Regions from separate parts of the Canis lupus genome. Here region 2 is linked to region 1. Evidence: chromatin contacts called from public Hi-C data. All regions are on one chromosome and are shown on one strand. Each heading gives the region's core, a stretch centred on a gene start, on an enhancer-like site or on the middle of the called end of the contact. The rest is flanking DNA. Distances are from core to core; before and after follow the strand shown.

Region 1 (6,198 bases), core at 1,701-4,200:
AAACTTCAAACTGATTTCCTCTTTGACCCATAATTTCTGTGTTTTGTATTGTTTTACAAGTTTACAAAGATTTCTTTTCAATCTTCTGAGTTAACTTCTAGTTCCTGAGATGAGAATATTGCCTATACTGCCACTATTTTTTAAACATCGTATACTTCAATATATTTTGCTATTGCCTATCTGAACTAACATAAACTAGTGAATTATAAACTCTACAACTTTTCTATAAACCCAAATGTGTAAATAAAAAAATAAACCTAAACTTGCTTTAACACTTAATTAAAAGCAAAAAGAAATGGCCAAAGTTTCAAGTGTGTATCTACAAACTTAACATATTATTAATAGTGATCAAACCAAAATAATATCATCTTACCATTGGTTTGCCATAAAATGGAAATCCTTGTAACTGTCTCAAGGCATTTGTGGATGAGCCCAGTTCCTTAAAAATAACAAAGGCTTGCCCCCTCATCTTCATGGTCTTTAAAGCTACAATATCTACCACATGGCCAAACTGAGAAAACAGGGCGTATAGGGATCTCTTCAATTCTGAGCAAAAATAGAGGGGAAAACAATTTATTTGTGAAAGAAACGACAGATCTCTTTATACAATGACACTGCACCAAGGGCCCCCCACCATACTTATTTATACAAAGTTACATATTTTAATAAAATCACATTATACTATCTAATTTTAAGTTGTTTCAAACCATTTTATCTATGAGTGAAAACATATTCACCAGATTTTCAGTCCCTATTTTTGTTTTTAAAAAGCCTTAAAATCCTCACAAAAAAGGAAGAAGATATTATTTCAGGTACTGACAAAGATTACTACATCAGAAGTTTTCAAGCAGCACAATTTTTAAGATGCTAGTAATTAAATGCACTTTGGTTGTAAACAAATGTTTTTTTAAAAGCACTTACCTTCTTTTTTAATTTTGTCATTCATATTGTTAATGTAAATTGTATGATTTGGTCTGATATCCATGTTTGCAGTTAAACTGTTCAAATTGCCTAAAAAGACAGTAAATACTGTTATAAGCAGAGCATTCACACACACTATGTAAGGATACAACACAGGGATCTACACAATTTCCTTTCAATCCCAAATGTCAGAAAATTCCAGTTTGTCAGTAGTCTTTAAAACCTCTCCAGCACTTGCTACTCCTCCTTCTTAAACAAAACAGTTCTCAGGTTCAAAACATGGGTGGAGCCCAAGTACCTAGGCAGATTTTAATAACATTATTTCATCCAATACATTTATTTTCATATTTATTTTTCACTTGCAACAAGCAATAGTTTCTTCACCTGCCTAACAAAATAACGTTTTTAATGAAATTATTTAATTCACTTATTTTTTTAGGTAGGCGGAACCCACCTTGGGGCTTGAACTCACCACCCTGAGATCAAGATCTGAGCTGAGATCCCAGAGTCCAATGCTTAACCCACTGGGCCACCCAGGTGCCCCATTTAATGAAATTATTTTAAAATGCCGTCTTTGGATTTTAAGAAAAATGAGAAACAAACTAGCAAATCTGCGCCCAGTAAAAATCACTAAGACAGACTATTAACGAAGTTTACCAAGCAATACTTAACGGGTCCGCACTTAGAAAGTGTTTTCACCCCTACTAGATTTACAGACACCATCACCAGCTGTCCTGACTCTAAGGTCAACTCTAACCCACTTGAAATCATGGGGCTCAGATAGAGCGGTACTGCATGCCGGTTAGAGCTCCGATTCTAGTACCGACCTCATCTGAATTCAAATGCTATCTATGTTTATTCCTAGCAGCTTGACAGCGGGCAAGTTCCTTAAACTCTCAGGCCCAAAGCTGTAAAATGGGGCTGGTTTCACAGCATTTACCTACTAGAACTCGGAGACAAAATGACAGGCGTCGCAGCAAAGCTCTCACATGGGCAGTGAGCACTTGGAGTAGCGGCATCAACGGCTAGTGGAGGGCCTCAGCTAGTAAACAGCAGGGCTGGGCATTCCGCCCTCGTCTCTTCGTCGTTTGCACTTTTCTTGCACACACACACTTTGCTGTTTCATTTTTCACCTTGTTTTTAGTTGCAAACCGTGACTCTGCTTTATTTGCTTGGGTGCCCCACATATTCCTTCATTTCACCATTTTAAACCCACCGTCTGTGAAGAGTATAGAAAACCTACAGGGGGGCGGCGCGGCTGGCTCAGAGGTTTAGTTAGCGGCTGCCTTCCGCCCAGGGCGTGACCCTAGAGACCTGAGATGAGTCCCACGTCGGCTCCCGGCATGAAGCCTCCTCCTCCCTCTCTCTCTGTGTCTCTCATGAATACAGAAATAAAATTTTTTTTTTTTTTAAAAAAAGGAAACCCATAGGGAAGAAGCCTACAGGTCGGCACTGCATTTGTTCGGGAACAAGGGAAAGGTAACGCTTCTCAGGCTTGCGACCCTCTTACCTGAAACCTGGAAAGGCTGGGGTCACGGAAACAAGCGCAATGTCAAACCGAAGGCCGGGTTCCCAACGGGGAGGCTCTGAAAGACCTCGCGCGAGGTTCAACGGCGGTGTGCACTGGGTGAAGGGCACCTGGAGCCAAGGGGCCTCCTGCCTCTCCAGCCACAGGCACGGCCGGCCGAAGCCCCAGGACGCGGCCACGCGGCCAGCTACCCCGCCCCGCCCCGCCCCGCCCCGCCGGAGACAAGACTTCTGAATCCCAGGGCCTCACAGGACCCGCGCGTCGGTTTCCGACTCCCCCCACCGTCTCGCCAACCCTCCGCGAACCCAGGAGGGGACGCCTGCAGCCCCGCCACCGGCCGCGTCCACTCCCTGATCCCACGAGCGGGCGTCAGGCCGAGGGGCGGCCGGCCACCAGGGGAGCGGAAACAGAGAACCGGAGAACGCGTCCCGACTCACCGGAGGCCTGCGCCGGTCCCGGGCGAACCGAAGGCCGGAAACGGAGCCACTACCGGAAGTTACGCTCCACGCGCCTCAATCGAGCGCCGGCAAGCCGAGCAGTCGAGCTCAGAGTCGATCGATGCGCTCCCGCTCCAGGGGCGGCAGCTGGGAATCTCCCTGCGCATGCGCGGGCGGGAGGGGTGGCTGGGGACTGGGAAGAAGCTTACGCGGGCGCCCGGGGTCCTGCCGCGGGGGGGGGGGGGGGGGGGGGGGGAGGGGCGGTGACTCCTTAGCGAGCCGCGACGTCGTGCCCCCGTACCCTGCACGAAGGAAAGACCCGGTATGGTTTTGCAGGCGGCTCCTCCTGCCAGCCGCGCGGGAAGTTCGTGGGCTTCGCCCTCCTCAGGGCTCGGGGGCCGCGGGGCTGACTTCCCTTTGCGAGCGGCGGGGTCCTCGGCGTTCGGGGGCTGAGCTGACCCCGGGCCGGCTCCGGTGCGGCCTCCCCCGCGCTCACCCGCCCACCCGCCGCGGGAACCACCTCCCGAGCACAGAGCGCCCGAGCCCCCTGCTGCACTCGCTGGGTGGAGGGAAAAGCTCCTTACCAGCCTCCCCATCTTCGCGCCCCGCAAAATGCCCAGAGTGTTCCAGGATGATACGAGTTGTTGATGCTTCACTAAATGGGAATCCGAGAAGTACGTGCAGTCATTCCTCTACTCCCCAAATGCGTGTGAAGTAGCATCTGCGGTATGGGACGGCTGTTCTAAGCCAAGGGGAATCTAAGCCCGAGTCTTCTGATAGACTTTTTTTGAAAACGAAATTTATTTCACTAGCAGAGAAGTGGATTTAGTGGGGAATGGCAGGGAATTGTAACCTTCAAGACAAGCAAGGTACAGTCAGACCATTGGTGAACCCCACAAACACAGCCAGGGAAAGTTATCTTTCTGGAGCAGAAGGAGGAAATTGGAAGGGGTCGTTCTGAAGGACAATCCACTGGAAAAAAGCAAGATCTCGGGGTGATGAGGGTTGCTCATCGGCTGACCGGCAGAGCTCATGAATTCCTTGGAGGAGATGCGGTGTGCATCTTTTTTCTGCCGGGCCGTGTAAGTGAGGATCCTTCACCAGCGGGGATTCTGTAGTTTGGTCTGTAATCGGAGTTTGTGACTGGCAGTTCCTCCTGTCATTGACATTGAGTGGTACTCCCCTCTCTAACCTCCCCAGTCCACTTTAGTGAGGTTTCTCTTTATTAATTTTCCTACTTCTCCTTAAGTACTCTCTCGGAGCCTCCTCTCCTCATCTGTAAACTAAGGATCATAGTAGTACCTCCTTTTGGAGCTGTTGTGAGGATTAAGTGAGCTAGCTAGATGTAAAGTGGTGAACACACTGTCGGACACAAAATAAATGTTTTATGTTATATCTAAATTCTGGTTATGATTTGTACATATGAATGAAGGAGCCGAATAGGTTGGGTTTTTAAATGGGGATTTTTATTTTTAAGATTTTATTTACTTATTCATGAGAGACACAGAGGGAGAGGAAGAGACACAGGCAGAGGGAGAAGCAGGCTCCATGCAGGGAGCCCAACGTGGGACTTGATGCCTGGACCTGGGATCACGCTCTAAGAGGAAGGCAGACGTTCAACCCCTGAGCCACCCAGGCGTCCTGGGGATTTTTATTTTTTAAAAGATCACCTGCCCGCCTTGCCACCCTTGGAGGGGCTGGCACACGTGGCTCCTAATGGGGAGACACAGCCCCCAATAAACCAGCCTCTCCCCCTGAAAAAAAAATAAAAATAAAAGATCACCTGAAGTTGCAACAACTTGAAAATAATGTACACTTCTTAAAGGTGGAGATTTCTGTCTACTTTGTTCACTCAAGTACCCTAAGTAACTGATACTCAATAAACATGTATTGAATGAGTGAATGAAGCTTCATGGAAAATTAGGCAGCACTAAACAAATGTGATAGTCTACAAAGATGCACTTAAGTGTAGGACATGATGATACACAATCACAGAAAAGCATTATTTTCATATGTATATTAGAAGAAATGTAAGTAGTTCTGTCTTAGTTAAGGAAATATGAGTGAATATAAAGGGCATATTCTTAACACATTAAAAGAGAATATAAACTAAATAAAATGAAAATAATTTCTGAATAACAAAGGAAGAGCTGCCTTGCACATTACTATGGGCATCTGAACAATTAATTCATTCCGTTTAATGCTACTGAAGATGACCAAACTATTTCTCTGAAAATAAGCTATAACCTGACAGTATTATGCAACTGTTTCTGGCCAAGAACTCATCATAACTATTGAAAGAGAATGAGGTAGGACTTTGCAAAGATGAGAAGAAAATACCACAGAAAACACAGAGAGCTAAAGACAGACTATGCAGCACGTTTCATTAACAACTAAATAACAGCTACTATACATTACTCCGTAAGAAAGAAATCATCTAATGCCAACTCAGTGACAATGATTTGCAGGCTATTTCCCAGGTTCTTTTAAAAAGAATTAGTGCATTTTGCCTGTCCTTGGGCAGTTGCTCTGGGCTTTCCGATAGCCTATTAAGGGTCCTCCATAGTTTCCTGAATGATTTTGAGAAACCAGTAATTGAAAACAGGAGTGAGAAAGGAATGACGGGGAGAGAGGAGCTTTTCTGGTTTTGTGAGAAGCCTTGCCTGGCCTGGTTTATAGAACTATGTTAAGAGCATTAGAATATCTAAACCTTGGTCAGATGTATTATAAGGCAGCTGAGGCTGGACACCTGGTTCCTGGACCTACTTTAAAAGCATAAGCAGAACTATAGTTGCGTTAGTTGCGTTATTAACTCAGCTCCACGTTCCATTTTGTTCCCTACTTATTTATCTTTTCTGTGCCTCTTATTAACCATTAACTTTGCTGTTTCCACTCCCACCCCCTGTTTACCCACTGATTGTAGTAACCCAACGGGGACCCTATGATGCTAACATTTGTATTGAACTTAACTGCTTACCTGATTGCCAGGTCCCAAAGGGGGCTTCATTGTCTGAAAGAAGGCATATCTCCAGATTGTTTCAAGGCCCCACCCCCTGGTCAAGTTTTCAAGAAACCTTCACCCTCCTCTGTGTACTCACCTCCTTCCCCAAGCATACAAAAGCTGTCCCTGGGCTCAACAGTACAAGGCAGCTTTGGGAATGGTCCCCTGCCTTCTCCTTGGGCTGCCCTTCTGATAACAAAGCTCTCCTTGCTTCAGAGTTGGTGTCTCAGACATCGGCTGGCTGCGCATCAGGTGCCTGGACCAGTTTGAGTTCTGTATCACAACTGTCATTCCTTTAGAGCTAAATTCAC
Region 2 (6,198 bases), core at 2,157-4,656, 140 kb after region 1:
GGTCTGGATGGGCTCTGTCACTCTGGGCAGCCCTCACTCATATATCTTTGATCAGCTAATGAGTTGGCTGGGGCAAGCTGGGGCCAAATGACTCCTCTGTCTGGTGGTTGGCTGGCTATGGGCTGTGGCACCGGGTTTGACTGAGTCACCCCATCGCTCAGCAGGTTAGCCTGGGCTTGCTCACAGGACAGCATCAGGGTCCTTGGAGTGAGAGTAGAAGCATGCAAGGTCTTTAGAAACCTAGGTTTGAAGTACCAAAGTTAATTCTGCAGCATTCTGTGAGCCAGAGCAAGATCTGAGGGCAGCCACATTAGAGAAGTGGAGAGACGAGACTCCATCTCTGCGTGAGGGTTTGCTGCAATGTGACATTGCAAGGTTTAAGTATAGGAGGTGAAGCCTTTGCAACTATGTTTAAATCTCTCACATAATGTTTTAGGCAAAGAGGCTTTCTCACTATTTTTCCCAGAGCAAGACCCCTGCTTTCTGAACTCTGAATATTGGATGAACGTATTTTTTTTTTTTTTCTGGCTCAGAAGTCAGTTCGAGGGGTTCAAATTCCATCCCTTCTGCCCATCTCCAAAACTAATTCATCCACAAAACTTTACCCCATATCTTCAACTAAATGCAATTTCTCTTAAGAGTTGAAATGTTGCCACAGACTCTACAAAGTCCACCAATTCTGAGCTATTTGTAACCATAGGTATAGTTATATGCAATTGAAACCATCCTTTTTTCATCTTAGTATATGAAATGACTATGATTTTCGGTGATCGTTTCTATTAAATTGATTCTTCAGTGATTTCTTCATTCACTTCTGCTAAAAGAAAGCTGACATTCATAGCTACCTGCCTGTAGCTTTGCAGCAAAATTTCTATGTATGACTTTTGTGATTATCGTTACTGTTATTTTGTAGTTCGGGTTTCAAACTCATGCTCCATAGCACACTTTTTCAAACTATCTTTACATTTAATGTTTAGTATTTTAGAAGATCCTACATTTACCTTTACGTTTTATGACTTAGAAAATGAAAATGGTTCTGGGTTTGGATTTGATATCTGTAATTTCTGTCTCTGAGACTATTATGCATTTGTTTGAAAACTAGAACACGGGATCCCTGGGTGGCGCAGCGGTTTAGTGCCTGCCTTTGGCCCAGGGCGTGATCCTGGAGACCCGGGATCGAATCCCATGTCGGGATCCCAGTGCATGGAGCCTGCTTCTCCCTCTACCTGTGTCTCTGCCTCTCTCTCTCTCTGTGTGACTATAATAAATAAAAAAAAATTAATTAAAAAAAAAGAAAACCAGAACACTTATTTCTGTTTATTGGCTCACTGCTTGACTCCTAAATTCAACTTAAGTTCCATGGTGTAAAACACCCCCCAAGGAGATATGAAGTGTACCCTGTGATAGATTGCTCAAGGTGGGTACTTCTAGCACATAGGAAAATAGGTGAGCTTCTAAGATGACAGTTGTATCCTACGTTCCAATTAAGTGTGCCCGTCGTCTGCTGTTTATCAAGGTTTTTAAAGAGTCATATTTGTGAGAGTAAATCAATTTTGTTTTAAAGGCTAGGGGTGAAATACGTAGTAGGGATATTGTATGTTTCCCCTCCCTGATGATGATATTTTAAGACGATTCAAATATTTTGAGGCGAAGTGAACATTCTATTCTAGTGTTATTTCACTTTGAAACGAAGAAGCCAAGAGTCAATCACTCACAACTCTTTGGCAGTAAAGAGATTGCTAAACATCAGAAAAAGGAAAAAGAACAAATAAATGAAGACCCAAATAAACTACATCCAAACAAGCAAAATACTCCCCTAATCCCACCGCAGTGTCCCTCTCTGGGTTCTTGAAGACTTTCTGCCCCTAGGTTTTGTGTCAACCGGCAAGGTCACAGAAGGTCGGTGTGTTTACAGGCCTGTGGGCTGCTGGAAATAAATCAGAGAACGAAATAATGAATTAAAACTCACAACCAATCAACCAATAAAACCCCAGGCACATCACCTCGCTTCAATGAGTTAAGCTACAACTCCTCCTGCACAGTGTGATTTGCTGTCCTTAAAAACCGAGCTCTGGCGCTGCAGGGCGTGCGCCCAGCTCCGGGACCCCGCAGGGGCGACGATCCCAGACGGGGGCGAGGATCCTGCCTCCGGGGAGGCAGGCCCGGCCTGTTGGTCCCCGAGCAGCTCCCACATGAGGCGGACCCGCCCCCGTCTGGGGTGGCCAGGGCCGCGCGCGGGCTCCCGGCGGCGCCTCTAACCGGCCGGCCCCGACCGCGCATGCTCGGGCGGCCCGGTCCAGCGGCCCGCGCTCCGCGTTTTCCTGCAGCTCGCCGTGGTCAAATCCGCACCCAGCTCTGTGCCCGCCAAGCGGGTTAAACTCGGGCTTTTCAGGGCCCTGCAAGCAAATGGGGAGCTGATTCCAGGCTAGCCGCGGGGATCTAGGGAAGGCGATGATATAATGATTTCATATCTGAGTGGGTCACGCTTGTCAACATTATCTCACTTAATGCATTGACCAACTCCACGGAATTGGAATTGTTTCTGATTTGCCGTAGGGCCAAAGCCTCAGAGGTACCCAGCGATGCAGCCTGGAGGACGCCCGAAGCTGGGGTTCGTGTAGGAGCGGGGGCGCAAAGCCAGCAGTCCAGCCTCCACGCCCTGTGGCCTCTGTTACAGCTCGGCCTTCTGGATGAGCGCTCTTGGCCAGCCCTGTGCCCTTCGGCTCTCGCTGCCCTGGGAGCCTGAAATACCCTAAGGGAGGGAGAGGAGTGCGGGCGGTCCTGAGAAGCATCCCTTCTGAGCCTTGGCTGGATGCTGCAGCCAGGTGGATCCTGAGGGAGGGGCCAGCGGGCCCAGACGCCCCTCCAGGCAGGAAGGTGGGGTCCCGGGGCTGGGCTGGGCTGGGCTGGGCGGCTGGAGCTGAGGGGCCCTGAATTGGGCAGCAGGAGGGAGGTAGAGCCCCGGGGAAGGCTGTGGCTCACAGGTGGCTCCTGGGTGCGTGAACAAAGGCACGAATGAATTCACGTTCTCCAGGAAAGGGCCGGGAGGGAGAGGGGGGAGACTCGGGGAAAGAGGCTGGTTCCGCCCTCCCTTCGTAGGCCCAAGCGTTAGAGAGAGGGTCGCTCTCACCCCCAAATACGTTATGACTGAAACGGAAACAACAAAAAAACTAAACTACGAAACTGTAACACAAGTGTCACAAAGTCCAGTGAAGATCTGATTTCGGCCAGTGTAGACACTCTGGCCCGCATTTTTAAGTATTCGGTACCCTTTTGATTTTTGTTTCTTAAGCTTTTAAAACATTTATTCAGGAGACAGAGGAGAGAGGCAGCGACACGGAGGGAGGGGCAGGCTCTGCGCAGGGAGCCCGACGGGGACCTGGGCCCAGGGCGTGACCCGAGCCCCAGGGGCCCCTCCCCGCCTTTCGTTGACTCCTCGGATGCCTGAAGCGAGGGGAGGAGACGCGAGCCTCGGCTGGTCGCCGCGGAGCAGCAGGGGCCTGGGGGAGCCTCCCGCAAACTGGTAATGTCCGCGCCTCGGGCCCCCGCACCGCCGGGTAAGGCCCCGTCCCCGCCGAGGGCCGAGCCCCGGGACCGAGGTGTCGGCTGTAGGCCCTGCGTTGCTGCGGCCCCTTCCCCTCCGCCCTCCTCCCCCGTCCTTCGGGTGGTCCCGCGGGGCCGCAGCTTCCCCGCAGTCCCCCCCCGGGCCCCTGCCCCGAGGCGGGCCTCCCCGACTGCGCTCCCCGCGGGGCTGCGCGGCCCTCCCGGCCCCGCCCCTCCGCGCCGCCCGGCCGCCGCCAAACCCCGGCGCGCGGATCCCGCGGGCCGGAGCCGCTCTGGGCATGCTCAGTGGCCCGGCAGGTGGGGCCGCCGCGCGCCGCCAGGTCCGGCTGGGAGCCGCCGGGCGGGGGCGGGGCGGGGCGGGGCGGGGCGGGGCGAGGGAAGTGGGCGGGAGCCGAGGGCCGAGTCGCGAGAGTCGCCGGCGGCCGCGGGGTGCGGGGCAGGTGGGAGCCCGCGCGGGCCGGGCCGGGCCGGGCCGGGATGAGCAATGGCATCAGTCAAGGTGGCCGTGAGGGTCCGGCCCATGAATCGCAGGTGAGTTGGGGGAGGCCACAGGCGGCCCCCGGTGCGTCCCCACGCGGGGGAGCCTAGTCTCCAGCTCCCCGCCCTCGAGGGCCAGCCTGGACTTGGGGTCACGGACGGCCCCTGGCCCGCTGCTCCCTGGCTGTGGCCTCTGGGGGCCTGGAGCAGCACTTCGTGCCTTGCTGTCCCCTCACGCTGCCCTGCTGGGGACTCGGGGGGTCGGAGTTCACGAGGTCACGAGAAGATTTGTGTCCCATTAACTTGTGCAGGTTTGCGTGTTGCCCCTTTTCAGAAGCATCCGGGGATCACTCCCAGGGAGGCGGAAAATCCTTGGGGCGGGGGCGTGGGTGGCGGCGGGGCGGGGCGGACTCTGCGGGAGGTCACGGGGCCGCACCGCTGCCAGGCGAGCGCCCCTGGTCCTCTAGGGCACAGTGCTTTCAGCTGCTTAGTGAGAGAGGATTTCAAATCCCTGAGTGTGAACCCTGACTTCCAGTCAGTAACTGAGCAATTCTTCACGTTCAAGAGTGGATGGGAAACTTTAGCTAAGTTTTCACTTTAGGGGGGAGAAAAATCAGGGACACTCAGGCACACGTGTCTGAAACCTGCTGGCGTTCACAGAGGGGAAGGGTCATTAGCACAGAATCTAATCTCGGGGTTTTCTACAAAGTAATGCTTTTCAGAATGATTTACTCTTTATTCATTGAAAAATAATCTGTGCTTCCTTCACAATGATCTCTTTATAATCAGTTTAGAAAGATGCTTTACAAGATGCTTTACTTTTTAAATTGGTTTAACTTTAAAGAATGAAGTAGAACCAAATGGGATGTGTCCTTCCGACTTGGCAGGCCTAGTTCACACAAGGCCTTTTGTTTTTATTGGCTTCTCAGTCCAGTTGGACGTTTGACCTACCATGTGGCCTTTCCACTTTTTCATATAAACTTGTGGAAGTCATTGTTTGGTAGTTCTGAGAGCTGTTTGGGGCATCAGAAGATCATAAAAATCAATGATTGATCAATGAATGATCTTCTTCGACTCACCTAAATCTGTTTTTTTTTTTTTTTTTTTTTTTTTCTGGCTAGTATTATTATTCTGGTTGGTATTTACTGGAAACCAGTGCTTTTGTCATTTTCAAGTTACTTTTTTTTTTTTTTTAATATTTACTTGAGAGAGAGATAGAGTGAGAGTAGAGGGGAGAGGGAGAAGCAGGCTCCCCACTGATCAGGGAGCCCAGTGTGGGGCTCAGTCCCAGGACCTGGGGATCATGACCTGCGTAGAAGGCAGATGCTTAACAGACTGAGCCACCCAGGTCCCCCATTTTTAAGTTATTTGTAAGGCTTTTTAGGGAAGGAGTTTGATTTTTTGGAGGTCCAAAGAGAATATAGATGTTTTTATGTATATTCAGGCATACAAGACAGACTCCAGAGTCATTTAGATGATTTAAAAAGATTTTTCTTTGTTCTGAATTTATGCGTAGAAAGAAGTTCCTTCCTCTTTTTGGAATAACATGAACATGTGCTAGAAGATTGTATTGAGTAATTTCAGAAAGCACCTACCAAATGCACAGCATTGTCCTGTGTGCTGCATGGGGGATAAGGTGAATGAGGTTTATTTAATGAGTGTCTTCTAAGAGCCTACTACCTAATCGGGAAGGGATTGCATATTGGCCAGACTCTCCTAAAACATAGGGCTGGTTGGGAGTGATGGTGCAAGCGCAGCCCTTTGCCACTGTAGGCCTGGATCCCAGTTATATGGAGAGACTGCAGAAAACATCCAAAAGTCATGTGCTTTGAGGTGGTAGATTGAAGTGATGGTTTTTGGGCTTTCAGTAGAGAACTCTGGTGGTGGCATCAGGATTAGGGCAAGACACAAGGACGTAGCAGTCTGAACCAAAGGTGGGAATGGGAAGGCTAGATAGATACACCCATACAGTTTACTGGCAGAATTGAGAGGATTTTGCATATCCTTGGATGGGAAGGAGGGAGTAGGGGAAAAACCTAGAATTGTTAACTGAGGTTTGATGGTTAAAGAGGTGGAAGAGGTTTTGGGGAGGTGGATCGTGAGGTGAGATGTATTCTTTCTTGGATATGTAGGGTCATATGAGATGCAGTAAGTGTC

The links. A called contact is a pair of places that touch in the nucleus more often than the background predicts.
Region 2: a Hi-C map of blood shows a contact between it and region 1, with 2.8 times the contacts expected there. The contact joins the promoter of KIF16B here to the promoter of SNRPB2 in region 1. A contact is called at or near these places in 2 of 9 Hi-C or Micro-C datasets (amygdala and blood).

What each region holds. Positions count from the first base shown.
Region 1 is chr24:6,502,822-6,509,019 of UU_Cfam_GSD_1.0, forward strand. SNRPB2 (small nuclear ribonucleoprotein polypeptide B2) reads right to left here and starts at 2,951. Exons shown (of 7, transcript NM_001251968.1): 1 at 2,887-2,951; 2 at 922-1,011; 3 at 374-546. The coding sequence starts at 985.
Region 2 is chr24:6,646,208-6,652,405 of UU_Cfam_GSD_1.0, forward strand. It overlaps KIF16B (kinesin-like protein KIF16B), which reads left to right and starts at 3,407. Exons shown (of 30, transcript XR_005377522.1): 1 at 3,407-3,523.